Regions from separate parts of the Mus musculus genome. Here region 2 is linked to region 1. The links are chromatin contacts, called in public Hi-C maps. All regions are on one chromosome and are shown on one strand. Each heading gives the region's core, a stretch centred on a gene start, on an enhancer-like site or on the middle of the called end of the contact. The rest is flanking DNA. Distances are from core to core; before and after follow the strand shown.

The links. Hi-C and Micro-C count contacts between places; a contact is called where the count stands out from the background.
Region 2: a Hi-C map of the G1E-ER4 cell line shows a contact between it and region 1, with 4 times the contacts expected there. The contact joins the promoter of 1700003G18Rik here to the enhancer-like site in region 1. A contact is called at or near these places in 2 of 484 Hi-C or Micro-C datasets (the G1E-ER4 cell line and erythroblasts) and 2 of 9 other capture datasets (adipose tissue and pancreatic islet).

The regions. Positions count from the first base shown.
Region 1 is chr7:115,829,687-115,834,122 of GRCm38.p6, reverse strand. All of the region lies in intron 2 of Sox6 (SRY (sex determining region Y)-box 6), which reads left to right. Among named protein-coding and RNA genes, the nearest start is that of Sox6os, 200 kb to the left of the region's middle. Within about 2 kb of position 2,357, at least 44 of the 459 cell types and tissues checked have an H3K27ac peak or open chromatin away from gene starts, as enhancers often do. A contact at or near this core is called in the G1E-ER4 cell line and erythroblasts, where this site is marked.
Region 2 is chr7:116,090,995-116,095,689 of GRCm38.p6, reverse strand. It overlaps 1700003G18Rik (RIKEN cDNA 1700003G18 gene), which reads left to right and starts at 2,541. Exons shown (of 4, transcript NR_029433.1): 1 at 2,541-2,628. It overlaps 1110004F10Rik (RIKEN cDNA 1110004F10 gene), which reads right to left and starts at 2,310. Exons shown (of 5, transcript NM_019772.2): 1 at 2,165-2,310. The coding sequence starts at 2,227.

The DNA of each region.
Region 1 (4,436 bases), core at 1,108-3,607:
AGAATGGAGAGACCTCTCTAGCCATCCTAGCAGCTGATTAAACACTGTGTAGGAGAACGGGGAAGTGGGAAGGAGAGCAGATGAATCCCTGGCAAAGAGAACAGTCTAATCCCAGAGGACATTTGCAACAACCGCCTGGGCCCTTTGGCTAGACTCAGAGCAGCCCAGGGCAAGAGGCCTGCCCCTCAGCACACCATCCAAACTGTGTGTGTTAAGGCTTGGCTTTAATGAAGTCATGACCACTTGTTCAGCTCTGCATATGGCTGGATGTGATTCCCAGCTGCCCTGTGGGTTAAAGTGTAAACAATGAGTAGATTGTTATGTTCCTATTAAGCTCGGAGTGTGATCTCATGTCTGTGCCACATATGTCTACCACTAGAAATGTCCCTGCTCCTGATCTCATGAAAGGGAATTAAAGCTGTGTCTGAAAATGTCTGAATCCATTAGTCTGAGGGCTTTTTGCTCATGTTTTTACTGAAAACAAAGACTGACGTAGAGGTATAAAAAATCACGAACATCATCAATAGGTGTCAACATGACACCAAACAGATAATAGACACTAGGATGAACATTTTTTACCTCAGGACTAAGACACCCATACATCTGGCATTTTCTCAGAATACAATACTCTTGTAGTCTACAGTCATAAAGAAGGCTGAAAATTCCCGGATCTGAAATGTGTACCATGTAACAGAAAACACCCATCCACAGAACTGATTCTGTCCAATTGCTAGCATGTTGATTAATTAGTGTCCTAGTTTTTCTTGTTCTATATTGATCAGAAATGCTATTGTCCTTGTGTTTACATTTGTAAGTGTAGCATACTTGTGCTGGTCAGTGACAACCTTCAATGTCAGCCCTATAGCCTTCTCCATGGTTTGAGATAGGATCAGGTACATCCAGCTGCTACATACAGAAAGCTAGCTAGCTGGCTCATCAGCTCCACGGGATTCAGTTGTCTCTGCCTCCCATTTCACCACAGGAGGTCTGGATCACAGATGCATGCATTGCCATGTCTGGCTTTATGTGTGTTGAGAGAACTCAAACTCAGGTCTCTACACTTGGACAGCCAGCACTTTACCATGGAGCCATCTCTCCAAGCCCTGGAATGATGTTTGTGCTGTTACTGTTTTATATTACAAATGTTTCAAATGTTGATATAATGAGAATACTAAATGAAGGCCAGGGATTTGAAGTTCTCTATAAGGAAATATTTATTTTTGATAATGTCAATTAACATTCTGGATAATTCAAGGTACCTGCCTAATTTTGTTACTTTTTCTTTGTAGCAGTTTTAAAGTAAAGCCATCCCCATTCTACCGATAAGGAAGGGGAGGCTGAAGAAATTTAAGTAACCCCTTAAGGTTGCAAAAGACTGGTTTCTTACTAGGGTGATCTAATGTCTCTATGTTGATATTCTTGCTGTGCCTTGCTCTTAAGTCTTTCCTAAATTCTATGCAAGATGGCTTCCTGATCTCTAAACTTGGTAGTAGGTCTGAGTAATGATACTCAATTGCTCTCACTGCTTTTCCCATGTGTGTGCATGCACTCTGCCTTTCCCATTGATGTTATGTCTGTTAAGCTGTGGGCTCTACCTGGTTGCCATGAAACTGTTATCCCTATTTACAGATGGGTAGGACAGACAGAGACGGTGTTGATTTTCCAGGTCAAACAATTCTCAGAGACAAACCTAGAAATGTCTTGTCCTCAGTTTGGCAATCTTGTTCACCCTCTGCTGTGTATATCCAGGGATGCTGACTTCAACAGAGAACGGTGACTGTACAAGTGTCAAAATATTACCTTAGCCAGTCTAAGGAGGAGTGTTTTCTTTCCCTAAAAATGCAAGTCTTTGGAAATTTCCCTTGGGGCAGGGGTGGGGCTTATCCTGCAAGTCCTGCCCCTGTCTCCAGGGAAAGGCTATTCAGATAGAGTTATTATTGTTATGGATTAAGTGTAACGGATTCACTTAAGGGTCTGTTAGGCCAGGGCCTTGGTTTTAGAGCTCTCAAAAATTCTCCAGCTTAATTGAACAGAGAAGTTTTGGGGGAGGAAAAAAGAGTTAAGTTTGAAAGGGAAACTTTTCTTATAGGTAATGATTACAAATACTGCATGCTAGAAGCATTGTATCTTTTCAAACTGTAGAGTAAGAAAAACAATTAATCCATCTACAAATACTTCCTGCTGTCTAGTAACAGGGAAGCCTGGTTCTGTAGGTATGGTTACTCTTGGGTGTTTGTGCTGGGGCCACCATGAAGTAGCTGTACACTTGGCTCAAATTGCTTCCCTTCTCTGATCAGCCCTCACTTGGCAAACAAGATAGTAGAGTTTGACAACTTGTTTTGGTTTATTTTGTCTTTTATTGTGATACAGGGACTCATGAAGATTGGCTTTAAGTCAGCTATGTAGCTGAGGCTGTCAGCTTAGGTGAATTTTATGTGTACTTTTATCTCTCAATACTTATCTCCTAAAGCCAGTTACTGAAAACTTAAATGTTAAACCATGTTTCTGATAAGAATAAGCAAAGATATAGAGACTTATTACCAAAAATAACTTTTAGCATCAGAAATCCTTAAAAATAAGATCTTAACCTCTTTTGAAGGGAAAAAACAAATGCTCCCCACCCCCACCCCCATTATGAGCTTATGAACCAGCTCTAGGCTGGCTTCAGACCTTATCTCTTCCTCGCACCTCTGTCTAGCCACAGGGCTTTTATTTAACAATGGGAATCTGCCTCTACATCTCAAACAACGGTTGTCTCTCTTTACTTAAACCCTTTTTTCGGTCACTAGACCCTCTGTCTGATCCTGAGGCTGGAAGGCCTTTCTTCCTTACTGTGAGGAGCGCCTCTACGTGGACTGTGCAGTTCATAAAGTGTTAGTGGTGGACCACGGAGCTGGAGAACATCTGAGACTTGGCTTCGCTTGGCTTGTGACGGAAGTGACTTTACCCGCTTTATCTCTGTACTCCAGAGTTCTGCCATGTACATATGTATCTATATTTACTGATTAATTAATAAGAGAATAGTGAGGAGGATACTTGGGCTTGGCAGCACTTTTCTTATCTACAGCCTGTGCTCACATTACTGGCCAGGTGCCCAGCTTATAGTCATCTCCGTGTCAAGAGAGATAGGTGCTCTGGGCTGTTCCATGTGGCCGTTACCACTCTGGCAACTTCTGAATAATATATGTGACATGTTGTTGCTCCTTACAGGAATGTGAAAAGTTCCATATTCTGAGAAGAGTCGATCTGTATATTAATCTCTGCTTTCCAGAGAATGTTTGTGGTATAGAAGACCTCAGCTTTGGGTAGCTTTCTCTGCTTTTTCTGTCAGGTTCTCTCTTGATCTCCCTCTTCCTTAAGCAGGGCTAGGCACCCCATAGTGTTTCTGTACATGCTTGCTGTATTTTACCTCCTTCTAGAGAATCAGCGGGCCGTTCCACACACGGACGTGCCTGCATTTTCACTCTTCTAGTGTTCTCTGAGCAGAGCGGTGGCGGGGACTCTGTGTGTGACACTGCTGTGGTGATGCTCGGTTGCCCTGCTGTTCCCTAAGATCTGGGAAGGTAGGAGTGAGTTGAGGGAGCAGTGGGGTTGTGGAGCCTAGACGGGAGTGTTTATTGCTTGCTATTGTTCTCTCAAGGGGAAGGCGTGGACCTGACTTGGTCTGGCCCCTGTGTGCTTTTCAGGCTCAGTAGCTTTACACAGGGACCCACATTCTTCTTCTCTCAGGAGGACCACATGGTAAAGGAGGGCGGTATTTTTGTTGTTTCCCTTTCTTTTAAGGGGCATGGATTTTTACTCTCAGCTCCGCACTCCACCTGTGGAGGTGTGGCATTGCTACCCTCTCTGAACTTTGTCTGGAGATAATGATTTTGTAGTGAGAAGTCTAACCACTGATACAACTGGGTAAAGTAGAGGAAATAGTACATATACGGGCTGTGAAAATTGTAAATTATAAGTTTATCTAAACACAAAGTGCAGTCATTTTTGTTTTCCAGCTTTTGAATTCCTAGGGATTTTGTCTGAAGTGAGACCAGTTTGCTCTTCACTTTTGCAACCACCGCCTCAGGCAGAAGCAGAAGCCAGTTGGTGCTCAGCGCTGCCCCAGGATTTCCTTGGTGTCTTCCCCAGGCCACGGCTCTGAGCCCCTCACAGCTGTTGTGTTGTGTTCTGAGGAGGGGGCCTTATGCTGGTTTAGGGTTACAGAGTCTGGTATTGAGTTTCAGTTCTTAGTGAACAATGGCTGCTCGTTCTGAGGTATGCCATATGATTTGCTGTATTCCTGAGAGGATGACATGGGTGCTTTATAATTCACTTGAGCAAAAATGGCATACTTGGCATACTCTTGTCCTTCTTAAAGAGGAATGTATCTCATTTTCTCTCTCTCTCTCTCTCTTTCTTTCTTTCTTTCTTTCTTTCTTTCTTTCTTTCTTTCT
Region 2 (4,695 bases), core at 1,292-3,791, 260 kb before region 1:
ATCTAAAATCCAACTTTTCCAATTTCCCATTCTCTTTCAAGAATACACTCAGGCTGGGGTTGTAGCTTATACATAAGGCCCAGGTTTCAATGACCAGCACATACATACCCAACAAGAACACAGCAGCAAACATCTTGACAACGTTTTTACCTAAGTAACTCTATTTTTACAATCTCTAATTATATTCTTTTAATGCATCGTTGTTTATTCGTTCTTCCTTTCCAAGAACAGCAAGCACATTTCCAAAATACTACACTCTGAAACACAGTGCCTAATTGTACTTGTGATTCTCCCACTCTGATAGAACAGCTTTCATTATCCACTTCTAGCAAACCAATGAAACCTTAAGAAGCCCTTTTCATTCCTCCTCCCCACAGACTGCAGTCAGGGTGTTACTCCTCATACACATATCCCACTGTACTTGAGACTATTTCTATGTCACCCTTTCCTAGCAGCGCATTCTGAGATATGATATCTATTTCTAGTATCTTCTGGTTTTGTTGCCCTCAATTATGCATCAAATCACTGAATCAGAAAACCTTGCAGCAGATACTAACACATAAACTGATAGTTGATTTTCTAAAATTACCAGGTGTATCTTGAAAATACAGATGAGCTAAACAAACAAAAACATCAAGCAAGGTAATATCCAGTTAGCAGAAAAAATAATAACCATATATAATGGAAACTGAGTTAAGAAAACCACTGTTAAGGGACACATTACTGTATATAGCATAACAACAACAACACAGTCGTCTTTATGATAGTATAGGTAAAGTCACAGGTCCCAATCTTGAAAATGCAATTATAATCACCTATAAATCAACTATCAAGACAACAGTTATAGGATTTGAAATATATCAAAGTTCACCTGGCTAAAAAGTTGTTTTATTTCTGAGTCTATCAAAGCAAGAATGTGTGACATTCTCGGAATCAACTCACAGTTGATATTGGGAGGAAAACAATGTAACAGCTCTTTTACATCTACAATCTAGATCACTAAAAAAACCTAGACAAATTCCTAACAATGCAGAATGGCGGTATTAACAATGGAAGATCTAAATTCCAGTCGCAGGGAAGACAAGGGACATGAATTAATCTCACAGACAACCAGTCATCCCTCCACTCTTTTTTAATTGATTACTAATCTTCCTCACAAGGCTAAAATTTATTCTATTATTACAATTCTGGTCCACACCCCATCTTCCAACCAAAGGAGTGTGGTTCTTAGTATTCTCTCATTAACTACAAAATAATTCAGGGAACCTTTTATGGCTCACAAAGGACTTATGAAAGATGTCAAACTGCACTAAAAGTTACAATTCTGAAGCTGACAGTGTATGAATAAGCGAGACCAGCTTTCATCTGTCTCAAAGATGACTTCCTCATGTCCCCTTCCCACCAACTTCCCCATCAATGTTTCCAAGGGATTTCATTATAGAAGAACCTAATTTTACAAGTTACCTGCAGTTTCTAAACACTATGCTAGAGCTAAGACAAATATAAGCATCCTCTTTATTAATCTTCAATTCCAGTATCTGGCATTGTAGTCAGTACTGAACAGGTTAATAAGGGACAGTTTATTATTTAAACTGATGAGCTGAAGGCATGAGAGGGCAGGAAAAAGGTATCTGACATCAAAATGCGCTTCTGGGTCTCACTCCCTCTGACCTCGCCATTATTCCATCCCCAAACTGTCTACCACAATCTTCGGCTTAATATTGGTCTCTGTTTATTAAGAATGGTGTAGTTAGGGCAGCAATTACCAGTACACTGCAAAAAAGGATTCGGGCTGGAAAATTTGTCCAAATGTGACTGAACATTTCGCGATTGCCAGAGGAGCGTTTTAGACCAATGTCAGGACTATGACATATCTATCCTGAAATGACTAAGAAATGAGCTTCACCGGTTTCCCAAAACGCAAAGACATCTCGATTAAGCTCTTTTTCCTTTTCGACCCTTCTCAGGATTTCCTTCCTCAACCCCCGTTCCTACGCAGGTCTCTGTATCTCAGCTCAGGGCCTCTTCAATCCTTCAGATTCTAGTAGGAAAAGGAAGACATCCCTCGTTGCGCCCCCTTCCTTCGGGCGCTTCTTCCTCCATCCACCCTTCCCGGCCTACCCCAGCCTTCACTAGGCCTCAACCCTCATCCATTGTTATTTACATCGTCGTCGGGGGAGGCTGAACGTTTCACCCCGTGCGGGTGAGACTCCCGGGCAGCACTCATCGTAGCTGGGATCCTGACGGGGATATGCCAAACACACTCGCAGTTCTCCTCAAACGCGACACCAGCAGCCCTCACCCAGCCGCCGGACCAAGCAGCGCCACTCCAGAACGCAGAGCCCCCTCCGGCCCTTCACCGCTACAGTCGTCACTGCTGCGGCCGCTCGTCACCCTGGAGCACACCGGGAGTTGTAGTTTTTTTGGACTCACTCTTTACTGGCCTGACTAAGCCGTCTTCAGTGACTTAAACTACATTTCCCAGGAGGCCGAGCGAAGCATCTCGCGCGGCGTGGCGGGAGAGCCCTCGGAGGCTACGCTTTCTTCGGCGTGTAGAGGGAGCTTTCCCGTGGATGGGTATGGTGGTGATCGTTGGCGGAGAGCTTCGTTGCCACAGACAGACCTAGAGTGGGTTTTCGCCTTTTTGTGTGTGTGAGGTTCTGCCCTGTTAGTAAACACATTCATCATAGTTAAACACATAGACTTAAGTGTAATGTTTGAGGCTTTTTGAATACAAGTTCTCGGCCCAAGACAAAAACCTAAAACATGGCTTCTTCCCCCAGCCTAATGTGTGGTCTCTACTGCTCACACGGGATATTCTAACGTCTTCATTCTCTTCCTTTCCTTCCTTCCTTTCTTTTCTTACTGAATAGAGTTCAGTGTGAAGCTGAAGGCTTGTTAATTGGCTGTTTTGTTTTTCGTTTTTTTTCTAAACAGCTCCACCCCTCAGGAATTGTGGACCGTTTTCCACTGGGCTTAGTGTATTCTAGATAAGAGTGACCCAACTCTCTGATCCCTTTTTAAGGTAGATATTATTTGAAACTTCATCGACTGAAGTCTGTCTGCCAAAAAAAAATCCTGTATCTTTATTATTTTTCTTGGGGTGGGGGTGGGGGGTAAGTTTCCTATATAATAAACCCCTTTAAAGTTACAATACAGTAGCAGTCTCAACCTGTTTCAACTGTCTCCTCAGTCTAGTTGCAAGAGACCACCCCCACCCCGCCCCCTTAGGATGGATACATTCGCTGCCCTTCCCATTTGCAATCTTGTTTCTAGTTCCCTTTTCCTCATTTCCCTGCTCCCTTTCCAGCCCCAACTAAGCTTCCTGCAAGATCTTGTAGTCCAGTGTTCAGATACTGAAGATAAACTTCTGTATGTTATAGCTGAATTTGCATCCACAGGTGAACCTGACATACTGTCAGGATGACTTTCTTGCCCTTACTCATTCTGAAGACTTCCAGCCTTGATTTTTAAAAAGATTTTTTTTTCAAGTATAAACAAATAGTATGACAACAGTACATGGCTAGTCTTAAGTCCCCATACCGAGTGGTCTATGAGACACCTGTCAGTGTCTGTGCTCAGCAGTTACTCTAGTTGAACTACATTTCAGATGACGATGAACCACTGATAGAACTGTGCCCAAAGTGAAACCTGACTATGCCTGTGAACCTAGTGTCTGGGAGGTGGTGAAGGAAGATAAGAAATTCAAGATCATCCTCTTCTAAGTAATGTGTGGTTTGTCAGCCGAGTCTATAGTAAGACCTCCTCTCAAAATAAAAATAAAAAATAAAAATAAAATAAAAACAGTACCCCACCCCCCGCCCCTATCCCAAACATCAGGACTTAGAGCTATGCACACAGGGAAGACAGTTTCTTAATTTATGCAGTCATAGATCCAATTCCTTTATTTTTGAAGCAGAGACTAGCTTTTAAATAAATTATATAAAAATACGGTTAGAGCTATATTTAATAAGCCTAACCAAAACAAACTAATCTCTTATTTCTGTGTTAAACCACAATAAAGGAAAAAAAAAAACCCATGAAGAAAATATTTTTAGAAGTGGTTTTTTAGTCACTAAAATTAAAATATTTTACCTACTAACTTCATGACCCTACTTAGTTTTTATTTAACTTTTATAAATGCAATTACAATGGAATTCCATCGAGGTAACAAAGTAGGATGATTATAATTCACTTCAAATAGATTTGAAAAATTGTAATAAGCACAATTTAGAACTCTTAATGTTACTGGCAAAATAAGATGGCCCAGTAGCTACTTAAAGATAGCTAAGTGACTCTAAGATGAAGAGGATTATTATTAAGGTTAGTAAATATTAAATAATTTTAACTTTAGTAATAGATAAAAGTCCAGGAAATTTTAATGTGCTTTTTATTCACCAGATTTGTGGCACATCTGGATGGCTATGTGTTCAAGTTATCATAAAACATCATGGAGCAAATCAAACCTCAGAATAACATACTGTATTATTTGAACAGACTTGACTCAGTTCATGTTCACAAAGCTAGATGTGAAGATGAAACTGTATAGTAGTAGCAATATATGATGACACAGAGACTTAGTAATACTCTCCCTTGTTAACAAGAAGTCATCGATGGAGCTATGAAATACCTTCTCTAATACAAGACCATTCCAGTTTCACTTTTTGTTTGTTTTCTAACACAGTGCCACAGGAT